4 separate regions of the Sus scrofa genome follow, and all the other regions are linked to region 2. The links are chromatin contacts, called in public targeted proximity ligation maps. All regions are on one chromosome and are shown on one strand. The core of a region is the stretch at or near the end of the contact, and the rest is flanking DNA. Distances in the headings are between cores, read along the strand shown.

The links.
Region 1: a targeted proximity ligation map of alveolar macrophages shows a contact between it and region 2. A contact is called at or near these places in 1 of 47 Hi-C or Micro-C datasets (embryonic fibroblasts) and 2 of 2 datasets of targeted methods (alveolar macrophages and skeletal muscle).
Region 3: a targeted proximity ligation map of alveolar macrophages shows a contact between it and region 2. A contact is called at or near these places in 1 of 47 Hi-C or Micro-C datasets (embryonic fibroblasts) and 2 of 2 datasets of targeted methods (alveolar macrophages and skeletal muscle).
Region 4: a contact with region 2 is called in a targeted proximity ligation map of alveolar macrophages. A contact is called at or near these places in 1 of 47 Hi-C or Micro-C datasets (embryonic fibroblasts) and 1 of 2 datasets of targeted methods (alveolar macrophages).

Annotation. Positions count from the first base shown.
Region 1 is chr4:54,993,140-54,999,949 of Sscrofa11.1, forward strand. No RefSeq gene overlaps it. Among named protein-coding and RNA genes, the nearest start is that of IMPA1, 52 kb to the left of the region's middle.
Region 2 is chr4:55,217,939-55,224,719 of Sscrofa11.1, forward strand. No RefSeq gene overlaps it. Among named protein-coding and RNA genes, the nearest start is that of FABP5, 61 kb to the right of the region's middle.
Region 3 is chr4:55,081,811-55,087,853 of Sscrofa11.1, forward strand. No RefSeq gene overlaps it. Among named protein-coding and RNA genes, the nearest start is that of FABP4, 12 kb to the right of the region's middle.
Region 4 is chr4:55,048,994-55,055,042 of Sscrofa11.1, forward strand. No RefSeq gene overlaps it. Among named protein-coding and RNA genes, the nearest start is that of FABP4, 44 kb to the right of the region's middle.

The sequences.
Region 1 (6,810 bases), core at 557-3,056, 230 kb before region 2:
TCTGTGGCATGTGGAAATTCCCAGGCTAGGGGTTGAATCAGAGCTGCACCTGAGGCCACAGCCAGGAGAAATCTGAGCCACATCTACCACCTACGCCACAGCTTATGGCAAAGTTGGATCCTTAACTCACTGAGAAGAAAGTCCAGGGATCCAACCTGGACACCGTGTCAGGTTCTTAACCTGCTGAGCCACAATGGTAACTCTGATATATATATATATATATATATACACACATATATACATATATACACACCTATATATATACATGTTATATATTTTAATATTTTAAATATTCTCCTCTGGAGGTGTCTAGCTTAAAAACCTGAGAGCTGGAGTTCCCGTCGTGGCGCAGTGGTTAACGAATCCGACTAGGAACCATGAGGTTGAGGGTTCGATCCCTGCCCTTGCTCAGCGGGTTAACGATCCGGCGTTGCCGTGAGCTGTGGTGTAGGTTGCAGATGCGGCTTGGATCCCGCGTTGCTGTGGCTCTGGCGTAGGCCGGCAAGTACAGCTCCGATTCAACCCCTAGCCTGGGAACCTCCATATGCCGTGGGAGCGGCCCAAGAAATAGCAACAATAACAACAACAACAACAACAACAACAACAACAACAAAAGACAAAAGACAAAAAAACAAACAAACAAAAAACCTGAGAGCTGGAGCAGGCGAGGCAGGGCATGTGTGTGGCAGTGGACTTATTGCATAACACTTGGGTCTAAGAAATGTCACATTCCTGGAGTTCCCCTTGTGGCTCAGCGGAAACAATCTGACTAGTATCCATGAGGACGCAGGTTCCATCCCTGGCCTTGCTCTGTGGGTTAAGGGTCTGGCATTGCTCTGAGCTGTGGGGTAGGTCACAGAAGCATTTCGGGTCCCATGTTGCTGTGGCTCTGGCTTAGGCTAGCGACTATAGCTCCAACTGGACCCCTAGCCTGGGAACCTCCATATGCCATGGGTGTGGCCCTAAAAAGACAAAAGACAAAAAAAAAAAAAAAAGAAAAAAGAAAAAGAAATGTCACATTCCTTTATTTGTTCAATATCAAATCAAATCTGGTTGTGAGCTTTGTCTTCCTAATCTCAGGTTTCGGGGGAATTCCTTCTGTTTCCTGAGGGTCAAAAGGGAGTGTTTCCAGAAGTAAGGACATTAAGGTGTAGACATTTGGACCACAGCTGAAGTCCTCCTTGTCCAAGCCCTGCAGGTGGGCAGCTGTGTGGCCCCTCCAGGCTGAGCCGAGGTGGAAGAGCCCTTGAGAGCCTGCTCTTCCTCCCTTCAAACCTGCTACCCAGCCTTCAAGTCCTTTGTGGAACCTCAGCGTTTCTACTCAGCGGGAGACCCTGGGCTGCTACTCCTCTTGAAAACCAGCCTCTTCTAAATCTGTCCCCTCCAATCACCCCTGTCTAGACCTGGTTTTAGAGATTTGCTCTACGGCATCTTCAAGGTCAGGCTGTTAAAACAAAGTCATCTTGCAAATATATTCTCCCATTTAGTAGGTTGCCTTTTTGTTTTGTTAAAGGTTTCCTTCATTGTATTTCACTGTGCTGTACACCTGCAATGAATACAATATTATGTCAACTATAATTCAATTTTTAAAAAGACATCTTATTTCTTGTCAACAACAAAAGCTTCCAAGATGAAATTACTTGGATAAAAATGTAAGGATGAGGAGTTCCTGGTGTGACTCAGTGGGTTAAGAACCTGACGTAGTGTCCACGAGGATGCAGGTTTGATCCCTGGCCTCACTCAGTGGGTTAAGGATCTTGTGATGCCTCAGGCTGAGGCGTGGGTGACAGATGTGGTTCAGATTCAGTGTTGCTGTGGCTGTGACGTAGGCTGGCAACTGCAGCTCCTGTTTGACCCCAGCCAGGAAACGTCCATATACCAAAGATGTGGCAATTAAAAGAAAAAAAGAAAAGAATCAAGGAAGAGAGAAAAAAAGTCTCACTCTCTCCTGAATCTTAAGCTATAGGAAGAATAAGATAGAATTTGATATCTCTATAAACTATTTTGTTATGTATTTGACTAAAGCCCATTGCCTCGCTACAGCTTCTCTTTCAAGCCAAACTTTAAAATGTAGGCAGAAAGGCCTGTTGCAAATAATTCAATGGGCGGTTAAGCATCATCAGCTGGACTTGTGCCCAGTGTACCGGTGAAAGGGTTTTTTGGAACCGTGCTTTCTGGGGACAATGGAAACTTCCAGGGGATTAGATTGGGATCATTATCTAAATTCTCACTGGGAAGATATGCTTCTATGGAAAGTGTCTTAAAACCACCAAGGAAGATTAGATTCTGGTCTTATCTTTGTTTTGTAAGTCTACATTTTAGGCAACAGTACATGTGTGTCTACTCTGTGCAAAAAAATAACAAAGCAGTCCTTGAGTAGACCACTGTCTTTTTGGATTAAAGGAACAGGTTTATTTAATGGACTCATTTTGTGATTCAGAAAAAAGATTTTAAGTTTTAGAGTCAAAAATTCACCCATATTACTTAATGCTCAGAAATTACTATGAATTAAAAAAAGCAAACTGGAAATTATCTCAGAATATATAATTGTACCAGTTTCAATTTCAAGCATTAATAAACTGAACCAATATAGTACCATCAAAATTCAGGTTCTTACATTTTTTTTTCTTTAACAAAGTAAGCATATTTGTAATTAGAACCTGAACATTTGCAAATGTATTAATTCTGAGAATCAGGACCTAACTTGAATATCACTGAGAATTTGGGTGAATGAAGCTATGCTCTGGTATGTTTCTTTTAAAAAAGTTGTTTTTTTTTTTCCGGGTATGGAAAATTTTCTTAACAGAACACACCGTTCTTTCTAACCAATATATTCCCAGCATTTAAGCACCACCATTAGTATAGGCCAGACAGTTAATGAATATTTGTTGAATGGATGAATAAAGAGAAATGAATAAACCTGAATTAAAAAGTCACATTTCTAAAAAAAAAAAGAAATTCTTAGTTTTTCTTTTCTTTCCTTTAAATAAATTAAGATGTAATTGAGGTATAACATTGTGTTAAGTTTAAGATGTACGAAGGTATTGATTTGATACACTTAACATATTGCAATATGATAACCATTGTAGTGTTAACTACTGCTTCTATCACATCACATAGTTATTATTTCTTTTTTGTGGTGAGAATGTTTGAGATCTTGTCTCTTGAAAACTCTGAGATCTACGATACAGTACTGTTGACCATAATCATTGTGATGCATCAGATCTCCAGGACTTCTTCACCTCACAACTGGAAGTTTGTACCCATTGACCAACATTTCACTGGTTCCCTCATTTCCCCCAGCCCCTGGTAACCATCATTCTACTCTCTGTTTCTCGGAATTTGACTTTCTTAGGGTTCACATATAAATGAGATTATATGATATCTGTCATCTTCTGTCTGATTTATCTCACTTAGCATAATGCACACTGGCACAAGTCCATGTTGTCACAAATGGCAGGATTTCCTTCTTTCTCAAGGCTGCACAGGATGGCTCCCCCAACCCTCAACACAGAATTATCCAGACCAAATGTCAACGGTTCTGCTGTTGACATCTCTTGGTGTTTACCAGTCCAGACAGGAATGCTTCTGTGGCTTTAAGACAGCAGATGCTGGGATGGAGCCGTTATGAGGCTATGGCAGCTCCAACAAAGGTGAAGTCAGCAGGTGCCAACAGAATCCTCTCTATTACCAGAAAGCTGATCTTATTTATTTATTTATTTGTCTTTTGCCCTCAGCATATGGAGGTTCCCAGGCTAGGGGTCTAATCAGAGCTGTAGCTGCCGGCCTATGCCAGAGCCACAGCAACTCGGGATCCAAGCCGCGTCTGCAAACTACACCACAGTTCATGGCAACGCCGGATCCTTAACCCACTGAGTAAGGCCAGGGATCGAACCCGAAGCCTCATGATTCCTAGTCGGATTTGTTAACCACTTGAGCCACAATAAGAACTCCCCCCAGAAAGCTGATCTTTATACGCTGCTTTGAAGAAATGGGGGGGACTGAGGTTAATGGAATATAAGTGTGAGATGGTCTTAGCCTTTTGAGAGCGACTGTAGAAGCAGAGGAGAAATTTCTCGATGAGATTATAGTATGAGATTTGCATTATTTTTGATAAATTTTAAATCAGCATGTTTCTATCTCAACCTTATCTCAGAAGAGCACTCAGTGTTCTTTTGTGAAATAACTTCCAAGAAATAACTTCAGATTTTTTTTTCTGGCATATTAAAGAGGTGAGAATAAATGGAAACAAAATAGACATTTCTTTTTCTTTAATAATAGAAGCCCATCTTCAGATCATTGTTGAAAGAAATATATTCAAAACTTTTATTTCACACCATCAAACTTGAGAAATTTCACTTCCAAACATTTGCTTGTTTAAATCGTTTTGTTTTTATCCTAATTCAAGATAATTTAATCAAAAAGTATTTATGAACATGATCATTAATAATATTAATGCATTTAAAGAAGAGTAGTAAAATGCCAGTAACAGTGTAATTTTTCATCTGAAAGAAGCTTAGTAGGTACCAGATAAATGATAATGAAGAATTAAATTGCATTTGCTTTAAAGGGACTTTTATTTTAAGCTTTTCTCAGGGCTTATTTTTCAATCTAAACATTTTGCGTCATGGCTGAGAAAATTAGGAAACAAATTAAAAGAGCATGTCTTTAATTTGAAAAATTCTTCCTAGAGATTTTTTTTTCTCATTTTAGAAATGAGCCTGAGTCATTTAAACTATAAGACATCTCCTCTTTAGTTAGGCAATTATTGTATTCACTGCTGAAAGAGGGATTTGGAAACAGTAAAATTAAAGTCATGGATTTAACATGTTTCCTTTTAACTGAAAGAAATAATTAGACTGAAACAGGTTTTGCTTTTTTTTTTTTTTTTTTGCTTGTACTAAAGTTTTACTTCCTCACATCTGAAATGGAGATTTGGACCCAAAAGGGAAAACTTGAACTGAACAAAGTATCATCCTATACTGAGAAGAGAAAAAAATCTTTTGTCTCAGGAAAAAGTTTATTTACATTATATGTAAAATTGAGATGGCTTATTACAAATTTTGTGCAGTTTATTTCCCCAAACCTTCATTCCTCTTGAAACAAGGACTTTATCTTAATTTTTGTCATCACAGAATGATAGTCATAAGGCTAACCTATAATTCTAACTTGGATAATTACTTTTTGAATTGTATTTTAAATACGATAGGCCAATATTTTCCTGAGTACTATTGAGAATCAGGTTCTTCAAATAGATGCTCGTGAAATAAAGCTCCACGGTCAGATTTGCAAAACTATTTAGTATATTCCTTTGTTGGAAACTTAGAATTTTCATGTGAAAATTCATGTGGTTGAAATGTTAGTTTAGTTTAACCTGGGGTTTCTTAAATTAATTTGAAAATAGAATATTATGTTAATATAATACAAATTAACATGTCATAGAACAATTGGAAAAAATCCAGTAAAACTAAGTTATGGGGAGAGTTCATCTCCCAATCCCAGCCCCAAGTATAACATTTAGGACTGTGATTCAGACTTAACCGAACATTTAAAATAATTTATGGAGACTGCCTTAGCAACCCCCTCCCCCACCCCCGACTCCTCACCAACCCCTTCTGCTCCTACTCCAGCCCCTCCTGCTCTAGCATTATTCTTGCTGAGGCAGAGCCTGCCATTGCAAACATGCATGCACATGCATCAGGGAAGGAGCAAAGTCAGCTCAGAAGTGAGGCTCCAATTCTTCAGGCCCAGGCCATGCCCCCAACCAAGGCAGAGACAGACACAATGCTGGGAAGAAGCACAGTTCTCTTAGGGCTCCTGCTCCAGCCCCTTGGGTCTGGGCCCCACCTGAGCCAAGGAGAAGCCCTGGCTCACACTTGACTCTGGCTCTAGCCCTTCCAACTCCAGTGCTACCTCCCACCAAAGTGGCAGCTGCCAGCATGTCACCCATGCTCACTTCCGATCAAGGTCTCTCACCAAAGCCACTGGGCATGTGTGTGTGTGTGTGTGTGTATCACTATATATATATATAGTGATTCCTTCACACATGGACATACGTTCAAGACCAGGATAAGTAAGTGTTTCATCTAATTTCATAGAGACAGAGAAAATCAAACTAAATGAGAAGATAGGAATATATTTCAAACAAAAGAACCAGATGAAACACCAGAAAACACCTTAATGAAAGATATAATTTATGTGATAAAGAGTTTAAAGCAGACATTCTCATTGTGGCTAATCGGGTTAGAAACCCAACATAGTGACCATGAGGATGCAGGTTTGATCCCTGGCCTCACTCAGTGGGTTAAGGATCTAGTGTTGCTGCAAGCTGCAGTGCAGGTTGCAGATGCAGCTTGGATCCTGTGTTGCAGTGGCTGTGGTATAGGCTGGCAGCTGAAGATTCCAGACCCCTAGCCTGGGATCTTCCATATGCCCCAGGTGTGACCCTTAAAAAAAAAGAGTTCAAACAAATAATAACAAAAATACTAAGTGGGAAAAGGATAAATGAACACAATGAGACCCTCAACAAATAACTAGAAAGAAAAAAACAGAACTGATGAATGAAAATAACTGAAATGAAAAAAAAGGAAGGAATTGTGGCTAACTGGGTTAAGAACCCAACATAGTGACTGTGAAAATGCGGGTTTGATCCCTGACCTGGAAGATTAGGTGATATAAAAGAATGCATAAGAGATCTGAAAGATAGAATAGTGGAAATCACTCAATCAGAGGAGCATAAAAAAATTAATGATGACATTTTAAGGGACCTCTGGGACAACATCAACCATATAGCATTTGTATTACAGGAGT
Region 2 (6,781 bases), core at 3,518-6,017:
TTTCTAAGAAGGAAGGAAGAAGGGAAGGAAGGAAGAGAAAGAAGGGGAGATGGGGAGAAGGCAAGAGACAGAGAGAGAATGAACAAGCCAACTACAAATCCTACAAAATTCCTTCCCTTCATATTTTTTTTGTTGTTGTTTCTTGCCTTATATTCCCATCCCAGTAATTGTGTTAAGAATGTGGTGATACATTTTAAAGGCTATTATATTTTAATATCACCTTATAATAATAAACACAACTTTTCGTAAAGTCTTCATTTTTAATTTAGGAATCCTAAAGGAGGATAGATGTTCACAGCAGCAGTATTGACGGAGGTGCCCTTTAAAAGAACCAGGAATGACATCTTTGGCACACGGGTCTGAGTCACGTCAGCTCTTTCCTGAGCACGTTGATCAAGAATACAAAGCAATGACAGGAGTTTTTATTGACTTTCTCAGTGAACTTTTCAGACTGAAGGTCATTCTGTGGAATATACAGAAATGATGAAAGATCAGCAATTATTTTAGCTTCATGGTTGGATTATCTGTGGTTTTGTTTAAGTTGATTCTAGAGATCTTTTTTCTTCCTAATCCTATCGAAGCAAGAAAGAAAATACTCCTTAACCAACAGAACCAGAAAGAATATTTTCTAAACCTCTTTTGAAAGAATTTATTGAAAAGAAGAATTAATTAGAAATAAGTGGGACTAAATACAACCTGTAACTGTTAGCTAATAGGTGCACTGGCTTCAGCCCTGATAGCCAGACTGGTGGGTTTTCTCATTAGATTTCACCAAAAAATTTTATATCTGGCCCTCCAGACTGAAAAGATGAGAGTATAAGAAATAAATGATGAAAAAATTCCAATGGTTTGCTTTTAGTTTTGTTTTTTTCTCTTTTTTTTTAATGTCTTTTTTTTTTTTTTTTTTTTTTTTTTTTTTTTTTTTTGGCTGCACCCCTGCATGTGGAAATTCCTGGGCCAGGGATCAAATTAGTGCCACAGCCATGACAATGCCAAGTCTTTAACTAGGCTGGGCTACCAGGGAACTCGCTGTTTTTTGCTTTTAAATGTTAATAGAAATGCTACTTAAGTAGTAACTGGTTCTTTTGCCTAGTCATTATACTTAAATGTCAATTTCATCATATGAATTATGTCTTTTGGGGGGGTATGCTCATGACATGGAAGTTCCTGAGCCAGGCATTGAGCCAGCACCGCAGCTGTAACCAGAGCCACAGCATAACTTCCTGAGCCATAAGGCAACTCCTGAACTATGTCTTTTTTATGGATAATTCTTTCCTCTCATTTTTAGGAATTTAGGAATTTGCTTCAAAATTTATATTAATAAGGGTTTTATTTTAACCAGTAATTTACATTATTTTTAATCATTTGTATCTCTGAGAATCTGACAAAACCTTATGTTTATAGGTGACTATTATTCAATAAAGGCAAAAATAGTAGTAATTTCCCCTAGAGGTTTATAATTAGAGTGTCTTCAGCTTACTTCTCTGCATCTCAGTAAACTCATCCACAAAATAAAAAGATCTGCATGAACAAATTTTAGGGCTAATTTTATTCCTAAAATATCTTTTTTTACATTTATATAGTTTAGATTATTTTTTCTTCTTTAACTTGGTAATCCATTTTAATTGGCACCTGACGCAAGATTTCCTTTTAACATTTATAATATGTCCACTATCAACTTTTTCTGTAATTATATTAACAGATTTTATTTTAGTTTTTTAATTGATAAAGAATTGACATGCAACTTTATATTAGTTGCAGATGTACAACATAATGATTTGATGTGTGTATATATTACAAAATGATCACCACAATAAGTTTAAGTAACATCCATTGCCACACATAGTTATAATTTTGTTTCTTGCATTAATACCTTTTAAGGTCTACTTTCTTAGCAAGTTTCAAATATACTATATCTACCAACAATTACCTATAGTCCCACTTGTGTGTGTATGTGTGTTTAGGGCCACATTCCTGGCATATGGAAGTTCCCAGGCTAGGGTTTGAATTGGAGCTGCAACTTCCAGCCTACACCACAGCCACAGCAATGCAGGGTCTGAGCCGTGTCTGTGACCTACACCACAGCTCATGGCAATGCAGGATCCTTAACCCCCTGAGTGAGGCCAGGGATCAAACCTGCATCCTGATGGATACTAGTTGGGTTCCTTATCACTGAGCCACGACGGGAACTCCTAGTCCCACATTTTAGATAGTTCTTTTTGATGATCCCTAAATTGGCCAAACAACTGATGAGTTTTGATTATCCAAATTTTGTCTCTCTCTCCATCGAGGCAAAGTTTATTTGCTCAGTTCTGACATTATAGAAGAAGAAACATCCATGCTTGAGACGGTCCACAGAGCTTCCAAAGTGTTAACAGTGATACAGAGATGGCTGTCATGTAAACATGAACAACATTCAGGAATCAGTCTGGAAAGGCAATTTGCTAAGTAGTTAAATTTGATAATTTGTTAAAAGTTTAAAAAACTGAAGTTGATAGTCACAGGCAGAGGACATAAGGGGTTAGCACAACCACTGGGTAACAACAGCGATATTGAGAGACAAGCTCATTACACTCAGCTCGCCCCATGAAGCGTACCCCTATCTGGTTCGCATTTCCACAGCCAGAGCTTTTGGAGGTCAAGCCAGATACATAAGAAGTAGGAGGCAACACTGAAATAAAAATAGTAAGTGTAGGAGGGAAGCTACAAGGAAGAATTACATTACTCAACCTAGACAATGCTTCATTGGCAAAATGTGACAAATTTGTTCCCCCCTTTTATTTCATGGTAATTGAAATAAATTACCAAAATGGAAACTTCCCTTTTTTTTTTTTTTTCCTGGGCAAATGGTTTTGGGTATTAAAGCTGGGTTTCCCAGTCTTCCTTGCTTTGGGGTGGTCATGTGACTATGTTCCGAAATAAGATGGAAGTGGAAGTTTGCTCTGGAGGCTTCTGTAATCCTCTTTATGAATGAGCAAATTGCTGCCACTAACCTCTTCCTCCTCCTACTCTGTGGAACACAGATGCAATGGCTGTATCACAAGGATATGGGCACACATGAGGAAGGCAGCCTGGTGAGCTGGGAAAGACTGGGTCACCATGGATCAGTGCTGCCATAGCAAACCTTCATTACGCCTCTCTCTACTTTACATGAAAGGTTTACAATGCCATCTTGTTTTGAGCCACTGCTATTCTGGAACCCTGTAACGTGTAGTGAAACCCAATCTCAACAAACAAATAGAATGGAATGAAGTCAAATAGAATGGAATTTGTAAAAGATTTATGTATGTGATGGATCCAAAAATGGGCTCTGAAAGTAATGAGAAAGAATTCTATTTTTAATTTTTTTTTTTTGCCTTTTTTTTAGGGCTGTGCCTGCAGCATATGGAGGTTCTCAGGCTAGGGGTTGAATTGGAGCTGTAGCTTCTTGCCTATGTCACAACCACAGCAACACCACATCCAAGCCGAGTCTATGACCTACACCATGGCTCATGGCAATGCTGGCTCCTTAACCCACTGATTGAGGCCCAGGGATTGAACCTGTGTCCTCATGGATCCTAGTCAGATTCGTTTCTACTGCGCCATGATGAGAACTCCAAGAATTCTGTTTTTTATTTTTATTTTTTATGACTGCTCCCATGACATATAGGAGTTCCTGGGCCAGGGATTGAGTCTGAACCAGAGCTGTGACCTTCACCACAACTGGGGCAACACCAGTACATTTAACCAACTGCACTGAGCCAGGGATTAAACCTACACCTCCACAGTGACCTGAGCCACTGCACTCAGATCTTAACCCACTGTACCACAGTGAGAACTCTGAGAAAGAATTCTATTATATTCTTTATGTACAGGGTGGAGAGCTAGAAGCTCAATTGTCATTCCACAAACCATCCACAGGGTCTTAACCAGGGACATAATCCTGTTCCGGATGATCACAGATCTGACTTACTATACTAATTCCTATTAATTTCTGGGGACTTTATGCAGAACATCCTAATAGCTATGACTAATGCCCCAGAGCTACTAAAATATTTGTAAATAATTCTAATCAAGCCTTCTCCACACTTAACGACACTTAGCTCAGAATGTATCTCTTTTCCAGGTGATCCTATATATGAGCAAAACATCTATGAAAAACAGCTTCTCCTGGATACCAGGGTAAAAATTTGCCTAATATGGTTGACTGAACCATTTTAATTCAGCAGCGTCCTGACTGAATGTTAGCAGTCGATGGTTTGCTGGAGTCTCAGGGATAAATATACAGGAGGTGATGGAATTTTCCACCACTTCTGTACCATTTTGGACCTCTCCAGCTCTTATTATTGTCATTGTTTTCCATTTCCTAAATGTATCAGAGATCTCCATCATTTCTATTGATTTCCTCTGTTCACCTGAGGAATTTTGACAAAAATAAAAATAATTTATAAACATTTAAAAGCTCTCTTCCTCACAACCTCCTATTGTTATCTCTCAGGTTGACAGAAAAAGGAATGCTTCCTTGAATATTTCAGGATATCCTTTCTTCTCCTAGTTTCTGGCTCTTGCATGTGGAAAGCAGCTTCCTAGCTTAGTGTTTGTTGTGTGTATAAACCCCACTTTTTTCACTGACACCAGTGAATCAAGATGGTTTTTAATTTCTCTTTTTATCAACACCACCTCATAGCTTTTCTTGCAGTCACTAACTGTAGATTTTTTTTTTTCATTTTCGTCTTGTGTTTAAGCCATTGGTGTTCACACTAATGATACTGTCTGTTCCTAGTTTCAATAATTTACTTGCCTTACTTGGCATTAATTTACTATCTTGCTTCACTATGTACTATTGCTGGTGGGAATGTAAAATGGGGCAACCACTGGGGAAAATAATTTGGCAATTCCTCAGGAAGTTAAATATAGAGCACCATATGACCCAACAATTCTACTCCTAGGTATTACTCAAGAGAAATGAAAACATATGTCCACACAAACCTGTATATGAATATTTATAGGAGCATTATTCTTGAAAGCCAAAAAGTGAAAATAAGTGAAATTTCTATCAACTGATGAATGGATAAACAAATGAGGTATATTCATGCACTGGAACATTATTCAGCCATACAAAGGAATGAAGTTCGGATACAGGCTACAACATAGAAAATCTCATATTAAGTGGAAGAAGCCAGACACAAAAATTCATATATTGAGATTCTATTTTAGGAAGTGTCTAGAAAAGGCAAATCTATAGATACAGGAAGTAGATTAGTGGTTGTCAGGGGCTTGGGAAGGAAGTAGAATGGGGACCAATGGGAATAGGGTTTTGATGAGGGGGGCTGATAATATTCTCATTAGATAGTGGTGATGGTTGTACAACTTTGTGAATATATTAAAAACCACTGAACTGAACATTTTAAAAATAAAACAAAAATCATATAATAGGATTTCCCTTCATGGCTCAGTGGTTAACGAACCCAGCTAGTATCCATAAGGACGTGGGTTCTATCTCTGGCCCTGCTCAGTGGGTAAGAATCTGGCATTGCCTTGTCCTGTGGTATAGGTCACAGACCAGTGGCTTGAATGTGGCATAGGCTGTGGCATAGGCTGGTAGCTACAGCTCTGATTGAATCCCTAGCCTGGGAACCTCCATATGCGGCAGGTGCAGCCCTAAAAAGACAAAAAAAAAAATCTTATATCAAAACTTGCCATCTCACTAACTAGAGACATTCAGTCTGAGAAAGGTAAGAGAGAAAGGATTAGAAGAGAAAAATAATCTGACTGATGTGGTATCCTGTCATCACAAGCAAAAGGAAAAGGAAATCTTCCCAGGTCTCTTTCCCTTCATTCTCAAGACCTGTTCTTCCTGAAGCTTTGGTTGGAGAGGGGAGGCAGCATTGCAGCAAGAGTGACAGAGCACAGAGCAATCATTGCTTACCCCTAGACCTGTCACTGGAGGAGGAATCCGTGACAGAGAAAGTGACAGGAAAGGGAGGAGGGGGGGGTCTGCTTGCTGATATTAATAAAGCATTAAGGCTCACACAACATGTCATCCCATAAATATCTCCTCCTAATCTACCCAAACAAAAGCTTTGCTAGATGCCAGTCAAAAGTGTTCCATGTGTAATGGATGGACAATGGGACCTGCTCTACAGTAAGGGAACTCTACCCAATATTCTGTGATAACCTTTATGGGAAAAAAAAATCTGAAAAAGAATGGATAAGTGTATGTGTTTAACTGAATTACTTCATTGTATAGCAGAAATTATCACAACGTTGTAAATCAACTACTCTTCAATAAAACTTTAGTAAATGAAAAAAAAAAAGTTTTCCAGGTGCATCCCTCTAATTCCATGGACCCTGACAGCTGGGTTCCTGGGACTAGATCTGAGCACATGCCCTTCAGTTCCATACACTGAGGTCAGGAGACAAGAGACCTCATTTTCCCCCCAGCCATGCTTGCTGATGGGCATTATTCCAGAGAGCAACCGGTTCCAGGCTGTACTTAGGAACAATAGCTTGTCCCTTTGTATCTAACAGACCTAATGGCCTTCCAGGAGAAGAATGGAGAACTGTGATGAGGCGCCAGGACCAGCAGGCAGCTGACGCTGCTGAAGGTGGAGCTGCAGCCATTACAATGAGAGGCCAGTCTCTAACCCCCTGCAAGCTAGCTGCCAGGACCTGACCCATCACCTGTGTCACCCCTACTGCTACTCCCAATCCCTAGGTAATTCATTGGCTGAAAACCTTCCTAGCCCACCCGCTATTTGCTCCAGATACTGCAGTCTCTTTCTATTTACAGTGAAGCAGG
Region 3 (6,043 bases), core at 3,536-6,035, 140 kb before region 2:
CTGGTTGAGTCCCAAGCAATGCCCTGCCATTGTGATCCTGCTACCTGCCTGGAAGCCCCACCTGACAGTGCCTGCTCACCTAAATCTCTGAATGTGCTTGGCTGATGCAGTAAAAATATCCCAGATGGCACATCAGCTTTGTTTGGAGATGGCATCTGCTTAGGTAGATGGCAGTCCATAATCAACAGCCAAGAAGTATCTAGTTTTTCCAGGAGCTAGACACATAGGTAAATTGCATAGAGATATGATGGAGACCCTAATCCTTGCATTCTTAAAGCCTTTAAGGCCTACACCAAGATCCACAATCCTAGGAATGAGGTGTTTTTTTATGTTCTACTGTCCTGGTTGCTGCGGAAGCTCGGGCAGAGGATTCAAGAGACAAGACCATCAAGAAAACCTAAGGAGATTCCTCGATGTGTTCAATACAGATTATTATAACTTCTAGCATGATGTACATTGGACTAAAATTTAGTGTAAATAGAATAACACTGGGAAAATAAAATTTCAGTATGGAAAAGAGCATACATATAAAACTAAAAGAAATCCATTGTGATGCTCATTGAATTTTTGTCTGTGTGAATTAGGACAAGCCATACAACATATTGGGGATCTATTTTCTTAACTGTAAAATAAATAGAATTCACTCCAATTCAGCGACAGCAGCATAATTCTATGATTTTCTAATTATTTTCTTGATCCTATTGTAAAATAGTAGTAATTATAGGAATCTAGGAGGAAAGTTAAGAGCAGTAAAAATTTTAAGAATGGACTATCTTAAAATTTTAAAGAATATCTTATATTCCATAAAGGGTAAAAGGATTTTTTTGTAAAAATTAACTTTAAAACATTAAAAAGTAGAGCCTATACATTAGGTGTAAAATTATTATATGCCTTCTTTTATATATTTAGTTTTTCTTTTTTCATTTGCAGTTCCAGATAATGTTATTAGGCAAGTATCCACCAATTAGAAGGAATAATGTACTTTTGAGGATCTATGTTCACTAAGATCTTATGTTCCAGATATTTTTGCATCTATGAAATAGTTAGGTTGCACTTTGGACTACTCTTCTGTGATTTTTAAAAATAGAATGTTGTTTTTGAATAAAGACAATATATGTCTCATAATTTAAAAAAAACATGAATATTGGGAACTGAGAATGTGTCATTGATTAAAAATAGTCCATGTTCTGTAGCCCTGAGAAACTTAGAAGTGTGTCAAAGGACAAGGGGTAAAAAGCCATCCAGAAAAAAAGTGAGGACAATGTCCCTGGGCGTGATTCGAAAGGAAGCAAGAATGACATTTGTGGAATTTGGCAAGATAACTAGGGAAAAGAGCAAGAGCTGGAATAGTTGCTTCCAAGTTTAAGGGCAGTTAGGAATCAAAATCCCGAAGAAATTTGGATGAAGGGAAACTTTTTGGCATCCCTGGGAATGCATGAGTACATGGTCTTTCCTGTTAATATTGCTGAAAGGATGCTGATCCATTAATTTGGCTAGAGCAGGTAAGAGAAAGAAACACATTTTCATAAAGCTCATACACATTATGGCAAAGCAAAATTTTTTAAAAAAATTTTGATTATAGTTGACTTACAATGTTCTGTCAATTTCTGCTGTACATCAAAGTGACCCAGTCAGACATTTATGTATACACATTCTTTTTCTCATTTTACCTTCTATCATGTTCTATCACAAGTGATTGGACACAGTTCCCTGTGCTTACAGAGCAGGACCTCATTGCTTATCCATTCTAAATGTAATAGTTTGCATATACTATAAAACTCATACACATTACGGCAAAGCAAAAATTTTTTTTAAGAAAAACAGTATTTCACATTCAGTGTTTTCCTTAAGCCAGAACTTTCTTTGAGGATTTAAGAATAAATAATTAGGACCTTTCTAAGGAACATAAGTATATTCCAGGGGATATCTCAGAGCAATGACACACATATTAAAAATAAAAGCTTCAATGATCATGTGAAAAAGCACAGACTTCAATGCGTAAATGAATTATAACCTCCCAAAACAACCAAAATATTAAAATGATTTCTCTGGGAGCAGGGGGAAGAGATGAGAGAAATTCTTGAAAAAAAAAATCAAATCATGTCAGAGTAACTCATGATTCTTCACACATATACTAATGGTTAATTCACTCAGAAATAATCAAGGGGTTGATTTTATTTGTATGAGTTGAAACTGTTGCTACCTTGAGGTTTTCATTTACCAATATCTGACACTAGTAGCAATTTTTAATACTAGTTCAAAGGAGGTTTTCAGCATTTGTATTCATTGATATGCCTTTGAAGAGTGACTGATGCCTTTGTGTAGGCAAAACAATTCTTCTTGGTTGAATCCTTGCTCTCTACAGTACTAATGATCAGGAGGCAGCCTCATGGTATACACAACAATGGGGGATGGGGGAAGGTTAACAAAAGGGCACGTGGTCCCGAAGGTGCATCCTTAGGCATGGAGTTCAAAATGTTAGGAAACACGATCTGCACTTTCCTAAATTTTAAATCAAATTTTACACTAGAGTTTTCTCTCTGTTTCTATGTTAAAGGAACTCCAACACTGTTTAAATGCACTTTTTTAATATAGCATTTTTTATTACTCAATTACTTTTATAGTTGTACAATGATCATCACAACCAAATTTTATAGCATTTCTAAATGCACTTTTGATTATCGTCATGTATTTGTTGCAGATTTGCACTTAATTTGATTGGGATTCCTAGTCTATTTCTCTGACTGATAAATCCACTCATGCAACACAGTCTTTAATCTGTGTAAGGCAATCTCTAATATCTATATATTAAAGGGAATAAGCATTCCAAGAGAATTATAATCACAATTTTTTTTATGGCCTCATTCCTGACATATGAAGTTCTCAGGCCAGGGATTGAATCCAAGCTGCAGCTGCAGCAATTCCAGATCCTTTAACTTACTGTGCTGGGGACAGGGTTCAACTTGCACTTCTGCAGCAATGTGAGCGGCTGCAGTTGAATTCTTAACCCACTGTGCCACAGCAGGAACTCTCAAAATCAGTTTTTTTAAAATCCCAGAATAATAGAATATTTCAAACATGCTTTCTGAACATACTAATAAAGAAAATTACCTTCATTGGGAACTATAAGAGCAAATTCTCAACCACCCAGATATCACAAAGGGAAAAACTATATTTTGTGAGGTCCTGATTGGTTTTGAAAGAATAGTTCTGACTAAAACATAGTCACTGTGATTTTCCTGCCTCATTATTCTGAAAACAGGTGAAAATATACATTTAAAGGATGAGTGCTCCACCTCTCTCAAACTGGAAAAGGTCCAACCATCTCCTTTAAGCCTTCTGAAGGGATGTTGCTTCAATGTCTTACACTTTTTCTTTTTTTTTAAGCAGAAGAGCATACACACTGTTTGTCCATAATGTTGTTCATTTTTTCATCTAATTTGTTTGCCTTTTCTAAGCCAGGCCCTTGATGATCATGGTTAGTTAGTCTCATACTCAAGTTTGAGTTCTGCTGTCTACTCACCTTGGGCCCATCATGACTATTCCAAATGATAAATCCCATTAATTTCAAGCCCTATTTTAAGCCAGTTCCACTGGGAAGAAAGAGATAATATCATTTATTCTTGGTAGGAGTTTAAAGGGCATAACTTCTTTGGGGGGAGGCAATTCAATAATATGAATCAACATTTAAAATGCTCATACTCGATGGTCCTTCAACTCTACCTGTAGGCATTTACTCTACAGGAATATTAATGTAAGTAGACAAAGATACATATATACCAGTTTGTTCACTAAATTTTTTTAACAACAAAAAGTGGAAGTATTGGTTAAAATATGGCACATATTTAAATGGAATACTTGGAAGCAATATTTAAAAATGAGATGTCTTTATATTCATTGACATGAAGAGATGACTGTGGTATATTACTAAGTGAAGACTAAAGTTATGGAAGAGCATGTGTGTTCAAAGTCTTGGCATATTATCCAATTTCTTTTTTTTTTTTTTTGTCTTTTTGCCATTTCTTGAGCTGCTCCCATAGGCTGTGGATCTAATCGGAGCTGTAGCTGCCAGCCTTCACCAGAGCCACAGCAACACGGGATCTGAGCCTTGTCTGTAACCTACACCACAGCTCATGGCAATGCTGGATCCTTGACCCACTGAGCGAGGCCAGGGATAGAACCCGCAAACTCATGGTTCTTAGTCGCATTCGTTAACCACTGAGCCACGACGGGAATTCCATATCCAATTTCTTTAGTAAAAATTCATATTCACATTCCATGTGTTTGCATGTGTCTAGACTGAAAGAATATTCACTGAATCAGTAAATGTGGTGATCTGGAGAATGGAATAATTTCTTTCTCCTCTATATCTATAATGTTTGAATTTTTAATAATCAAGCACTTATTAATTTTTAAACAAACATTAAATATTTCCATTTGGGGAGGAAAATTTATCCCAACAAAAGGAAGGGAGCGTTGACACAGTATCATGTTAATGGTACCATGTTCTTGAGAAAAAAGAAATTTCTTGTTCTGAATCATGGATATCAAGAAAACTCCTTTTGAATTTCATGAATTTCTTTATTATTATTATTATTACTACTATAAGTACTAGCTGCCACCTGTCAAGTTAGGTGTATGCTAGGCAACATGTGCAAGTATGTTATGCTAAGCAACATAGAAAATATCTGACATTTAAGAGCACTAATTTAAACAATATCATCAAACATAGCTTCCCAATTTTACAGATGAGAAAGCTGAGTGTCATAGAAATTAACTGGCTGGCCAAAGGTCACAAGCTAGTGAATAGTGGAAACAGGATTTCAACATGTCTTAACTCCAGAGCTCATGGATCTTTCTTTTATCAAACACAATTATTAAGGCAACCACAAAAATGTCACAAGTATCTTAGTGTTCACTGAATAAAATTTTTGACAAAGTGAAGACATTTTAAAGAATGATAGTGTCTTTTATAGCATAAAAATCATTATCAAGAATCTTGTAGCAAGGGTAATCATATCTAGATTTGGAGAATCTTGGCAAACGCCTGAATAAGTGCAGGAATGTACATTTCACCCAGTGAGAGAGGGAAGTTAACACCCAGATGGCAAATAAAGTTCACAGATGCTTGACATTTGTGCTTTCTTACTCGATCAGAGTTCACTGGAGGGAAGTCCCACAGCAAAAGTGCCTCCCAGAAAGCATACTTAGCGTTTCCTTGTAACCAAAATCGTACTTGGATGAGCAGAACAAAATCGTTTTGAGTCTGTATCAGCACCAAGTCTCACAGTTAGTGCCTATTGTGGCAACTGCTACCATCTAATCTTTTCATTCCAGCACATCCTTCTCATTTGTCTACAACCACAGGCTGTGCACGTATTCATCCTAAGCATGCAATCAATCTCTTTCTCTACCCCTCTTCTCCTTCTTTTTATTCTTTTCTCCCTTTTGTATTCCTCCTCCCTGGCTTCTTTTTACTTCTCTCTCAAACATTATTTCCAAAATAATGTTTCCTATTATGCACCCAAAACTATGCCAACTGCTGGCCAGAATCACTCTGGATACACATCCTTCCTTTTCAAGAAGCTCAAAATTCTCATATGCCTTCCCTGCTCATTTTACTCATTCTTGTGCCAGAGCATCAGTCACAAAGACTGGTACTTATTAGACATGCAATGAATACATAGCTGACTATCTGCCTGTAACTCTGTTTATTTAATTTAAAACTCAATATGTGGACAATTTAAAAAGCATATAGAATCTAGCTGGGCTGAGACTGGCAAAAGTGAGAATATGAACAGAAGTTTAGAAGAGACAGAGTGTGGTGGTCATTCTTTGTGAATTGAAAAGCATTCTTATAAGCATAAGTAGCAGTTGACATAATTACTACAGCTTCAAGGGTCCAGACTGGTTCTTCTGCTCTATGGTATACCCCAACCCTAAAAATTTCCCCTTGATTCTGTCACAAACAATTTTGAGGGGTTAATCAGAATCTTTTTAAAAGATGTAAATACTTCTAGTAATATTATGATATTATCTGTCA
Region 4 (6,049 bases), core at 1,623-4,122, 170 kb before region 2:
AATTTTCAAAAAGGCCTGTGAACCAACAAGATTAATAGTTACTGGGTTAGAGAATAGTTCATTACATCAAAACCAGAGACTATTTTTTCTGCGAAAAAGAATCTATTTTAACATGTAATGGTGGTGCTATTAGCTTTAGGTGTTTGAATTCATGCAGAGTTAAATCTATTTCATTCTCAAACCTCCTAATTAGCAAAGAGTTATATAGCTAATGCAAGTTCTTGGAGCCAACAATAGATTAATCTCTGTGTCTTTTATCTGGTTTCCAGAAATAGGAAGAGCCAGCAGAAAACTTGGCTGTCTGGCAAAACCCACTGTACCATCATTACAGAGGGAGATCTGATCACTACAAAGAAAAAAAAATCTTTATTTTTATTTTATTTTATTTTATTTTTTTATTACTCAAATGAATTTATCACAGCTGTAGTTGTATAATGATCATAACAATCTGATTTCACAGGATTTCCATCCCACAGCCCAAGCACATCCCCCCACCCCCAAAACTGTCTCCTCTGGAGACCATACGCTTTTCAATTTCTGTGAGTCAGCATCTGTTCTGCAAAGAAGTTCAGTCTGTCCTTTTTTCAGATTCCACATGTCAGTGAAAGCATTGGATGTTGGTGTCTCATTGTATGGCTGACTTCACTTAGCATGATAATTTCTAGGTCCATCCATGTTGCTAAAAATGCTGGTATTCCTTTTAATGGCTGAGTAGTATTCCATTGTGTATATGTACCACTTCTTCTTGAACCACTCCTCTGTTGATGGACATTTAGATTGTTTCCATGTCATTGCTACTGTAAATAGTGAAAGAACATCAGAGTACATGTGTCTTTGCGAGTCGTGGTTTTCTCTGGAGTGGGACTGCTGGATCAAATAGTAGTTCTATTTTTAGTTTTCTGAGGAATCTCCATACTGCTTTCCACAGTGGTTGCACCAATTTACAATCCCACCAACAGTGTACTAGTGTTCCTTTTTCCCCACACCCTCTCCAGCACTTACTATTTGTAGACTTTTTTATTTTTATTTTTTTGTCTTTTTGCCTTTTCTAGGGCCCCTTCCGCGGCATCGCGGCATATGAAGATTCCCAGGCTAGGGGTCGAATTGGAGCCGTAGCCACCGGCCTACGCCACAGCCACAGCAACGCGGGATCCGAACCGCGTCTGTGACCTACACCACAGCTAATGGCAACGCCGGAACCTTAACCCACTGAGCAAGGCGAGGGATCGAACCCACCACCTCATGGTTCCTAGTCGGATTCGTTAACCACTGTGCCACAACGGGAACTCCTGTTGGTAGACTTTTTGATGGTGGCCATTCTGGCTGGTGTAAGGTGGTACCTCATAGTGGTTTGATTTGCATTTCTCTAATAATGAGTGATGTTGAAAAAAAGCATCTTTAAACATGATGAGATCTCCTTTAAACAGGGGGAAGAGTTTGAGGAAATCACACCAGGTGGCCATAAAACCAAGGTGAGGCCTTCAACACTTTTGGATAAATTTCATAAGAAATATTAATTTCTTTTTTATCTTTTTAGGGCCTCACCCACGGCATATGGAGGTTCCTAGGCTAGGGGTCAAATTGGAGTTGTAGCCACTGGCCTACACCACAGCCATAACAATGTCAGATCCAAGCCACGTCTTCAACCGACACCACAGCTCACAGCAACTCCCGATCCTTAACCCACTGAGCAAGGCCAGGGATCGAACATGCATCCTCATGGATGCTTGTCAGATTCATCTCCACTGAGCCAAGATGGGAACTTCCAAGAATGTTAATTATGAAAGCATCCCAAGTAAGTAAGCAGTTATAGCAAACAGAGCTAAAATCTGTGTTATATAAACTTTTGGCTAAAACCTAGGATCTCAAATTTTAATATGCATACAAATCCCCTAGACTGTTGATAAAATATGCCTATTCTAGGTCCTATCCATAGAGGGACAAATATCTGGGGCCAGAACTTGAAAATTATTTGTTTTTTTTTTTCTTGTCTTTTGTTTTTTTAGGGCAGCACCTGCAGCATATGGAAGTTCCTAGGCTAAGGGTTGAAGCGGAGCTACAGCTGCTGGCCTAAGCCATAGCCCACATCAATGGGATCCGAGCTTTGTCTGTGACCTACACCACAGCTCACAGCAATGCCAGATCCTTAACCCACTGAGTGAGGCCAGGGATTGAACCCGCATCCTCATGGATGTGAGTCGGGTTCATTAACCACTGAGCCATGATGGGAACTCTGAAAATTGTATTTTTAACAATACTGATGAAGACACTTAGCAGAACATATTTTGAGAATCATTTCTCTATTGTCTCAGAAACCAAAGTTCTGCTTTACCTTTTGTAGCAGTTTTCCACACATAGAATTACAGTGAATAAAACTTGTACTGGCAGGTATCAGCGAGGTTATAGCACAGTCCTCTTCAAGTGCTCAATGGCTTACACAGTTGGAGTTTATTTCTAACTTACAATATATATTCAGCATTGTGGTGGGGTTACAGGAGGTTCTGTATGTGGTGGGGAGGAAAGGGGCCGGAAATGGGGCCTAGGGTAATCTGCTCCTCTTAAACTTTCCAGGCCCCAAGCCAAGGGAGGTTCCACTATCTTGTAGCTGGATGATCTAAAGCTTCTGAACTCAGTCAATTAGAGAGGAAAAGAGACACTGGGCTTTTTGTTACTAAGCCTGGAAGTAACTTAACTCATAGAGTTTCATTCATCTTATGGACTCCAACTAGAATACATAATCCACTTACAATACACAATTCATTTATATTTTATGTTTATTGTCTGTTCCCTCATTGTAGAATGTACACTCTTCAAGGAAAAGATTTCTCATCTGTTCTGTTTCACAGAACCCAGGGGTGGTTTCATAATGGTTGCTCAATAAATATCTGTCATTTTAATGAATGCACTCACTAGAGGATTATTATACAATATGCAGGGTGAGGTCCTGATAAAGGAAATGAATTATCACTTTAAAAGTTGTTAAATAGGAGTTCCCGTCGTGACTCAGTGGTTAACAAATCCGACTAGGAACCATGAGGTTGTGGGTTTGATCCCTGGCCTTTCTCAGTGGGTTAAGGATCTGGCATTGCCGTGAGCTGTGGTGTAAGGTAGCAGACGTGGCTTGGATCCTCCATTGCTGTGGCTCTGGCGTAGGCCAGCGGCTACAGCTCTGATTAGACCCCTATCCTGGGAATCTCCATATGCCCTGGGAGCGGCCCAAGAAAATGGCAAAGAGACAAAAAAAAAAAAAAAAGTTGTTAAATAATATGAGATTCCAAATTCCTGTATGATATCAAATGGAAGAAGAATTTTGATAAAAAATGTTTAATAAAGGTGTCCGTACTAAATTAAAAAAAAAAAAACACCCTGCTAGAATTGAAAAGCCTGGAAAATACAGGAGAGTAGAAAGAAATTTGGTGACCACCATTGTCTCAGTTTCAGGAGAGACAGTAAATCATTTTGGCTCAACTCAATGGACATGTCAACTCTGAGATGCATGCATCCCAATAATCATATAACATGGTATTGGAGTAGAGTAGAATTTAATCAGAGATACCTCTAAACTTTGGGGAGGAAGATGCAGACTCTGGTTCATGACTTCCTGGGTGTGAATCCCACCTCTGCCACCAATCATCTGTTTGACTTTGGGCAAGCCACAGACTCTTGTTGACTCACTATTTTCATTTGCAAAAGGGAATAATTATAGTACTTATGTCATAAAGTTGTGAACATTATATGGATTCATATATTAGTACTCTTTGAAGAGGGCCTCACACAATAAATAGTGCTACATAAACAGTAGCGATTGTTGTTGTTGTGACAATTGTTATCATCTTTTTATATCGATGGGGTAAGAAAATAAAATGGGATCTTACCAATGGGGAGTTGGAATTAGTTTCACCCATGTATTTTTAAAGCTGAAACTTGTGATTTTTCACACACACAAAACAAAGTCTTGGCCTATGCAATAAAATATTTTTCAAAAGTTTTACTTACTCCTCGATATATTTTTGGCACTCATAAAACTTTTTCTTCACAAAAGAATCATCCAACAAATTTACTGTTGACAAAGTTGTAAAATAAATGGAATTGTAGATGCCATTCTGAACTACCTGAGAGTAATACAACTGCTGAAAATAAGTTGGCACCAAATAAAATCTTAAAGTTCAAATACAATGATCTATCTGAGCTTAATTTGGTCTTGTCTGTTTTTCCAGAGTATGGTACTTTATATGATGACTCCTTGATTCAGGTTTAGGACTAGGATGGAAAAGAGACCACCAAAAGGAGTAAGCTGGTAGATAGTATTTTTCATTATTTTTCTCACCTACTCTAACACCTATATATAAAATCATTCAAATAGCTTATTCTGAAACAGTGGGACTGAATGTAATTTCTTTTCCTCTTGTTTTATAAGAATGAGTGGGGTGAGATATTGGCAGAAAAATGTATGATCATAAAGATTATAAAATATGCAAGGATTGAGACTAAAAAATAGAGAGAATTTAAAAATTTTTCTTGCCTAATTCTTTGATTTGTGTAAAGACAAAACAAGCATGTATTTGTGCAGGAAATATTTCAGCAGGAACTGAGTGTTGTTGCTAACCCTCTGCTCCACACCAGGATTAATTTCTCAGAGGTTTCCAGATCAACACCAAAACAAAAGCATGAAAAAGAAATCTGAACTTAAGATGCAAAGCTTAAGTGGTGTGTGTTTGATGTCTGGATCAACTGACACAAGTAAAAACTACATGGCAGCTACCATAATGTCCTCATGTTTTCATTTATTATTTGCCCCATCTTCACAATAGTTCTTTGAAGTACAATTATTTAGTCCATTTAATAGGTGAGAAAATTGAGAGTCAGACACAGACTTCTAATGATATTTGGCTGGAAAAATGTGATGGTGCTGGGATTTAAATCAGGTTGGCTTAATTCCAAAGTCTGTACATTTTTGAGTCTACCCACCTCCCTCTAAGGATGGTTGTCTTTCTTACTTCAACAGAGTGGAGGGGATATATGTTCATGATTCTTCTCTCAAACCTCCACCTCCATCAAAATAAAAGAAAAGATAATTTTAGACATGGTATAAAATAGTTCTGCCTAAGAGTGTATACAGTGTTTCCCCCAATGTTTCCCCTTTGGTAACCATTGGTTTGGTTTCAAAATCTTTTGAGTCTATTTCTGTTTTGTGAATATGTTCTTTTGTATCAGTTTTATTAGATTACACATATTAATGATCTCATATGATATTTGTATTTCTCTGTCTGACTTACTTCACTTAGTATGATAATCTCTAGATCCATCCATGTTGCTGCAAATGGCATTATTTTTCTTTTTTATGGCCAAGTAATATTCCAGTGAATATATGTACCACATCTTCTTTATCCAGTCCTCTGTTGATGGACATTTAGGTTGCTTTCATGTTTTGGCTATTGTAAATTGTCCTGCAATGAACATGTGGTGTATGTATCCTTTCGAATTATTATTTTCTTCAGGTATATGCTCAGAGGTGGGATTGATGTATCATATGGTAGTTCTGTATTTAGTTTTTTAAGGAACCTTCACACTACTCTCCACAGTGGTTGCACCAACCTATTTTCCCACCAGCAGTGTAGGAAGGTTCCCTTTTCTCCACACCCTCTCCAGCATTTATTGTAGAGTTTTTGATGATGGCCATTTCAACTGGTATGAGGTGACATCTCATTGTAATTTTGATTTGCAGTTCTTTAATAATTAGTAATATTGTGCATCTTTTCATGTGTCTTTAGCCATCTGTATGTATTCTTTGGAGAAATGTCTATTTAAATCTTCTGACCATTCTTTAATTGGGTTGTTTGTTTTTTGGATATAAAGCTGTATGAGATGCTTTCGTATTTTGGAGATTAATCCCTTGTCAGTCACTTCATTTGCAAAGACTTTTCTCCCATTTCATTGGTGGTCTTTTTAAAAAATATTTCCTTTGCTGTGCAAAAACTTTTAAGTTTAATTAGGTTCCATTTGTTTTTGTTTTTATTTTCATTTTCATTTCATTTTATTTGATTTTATT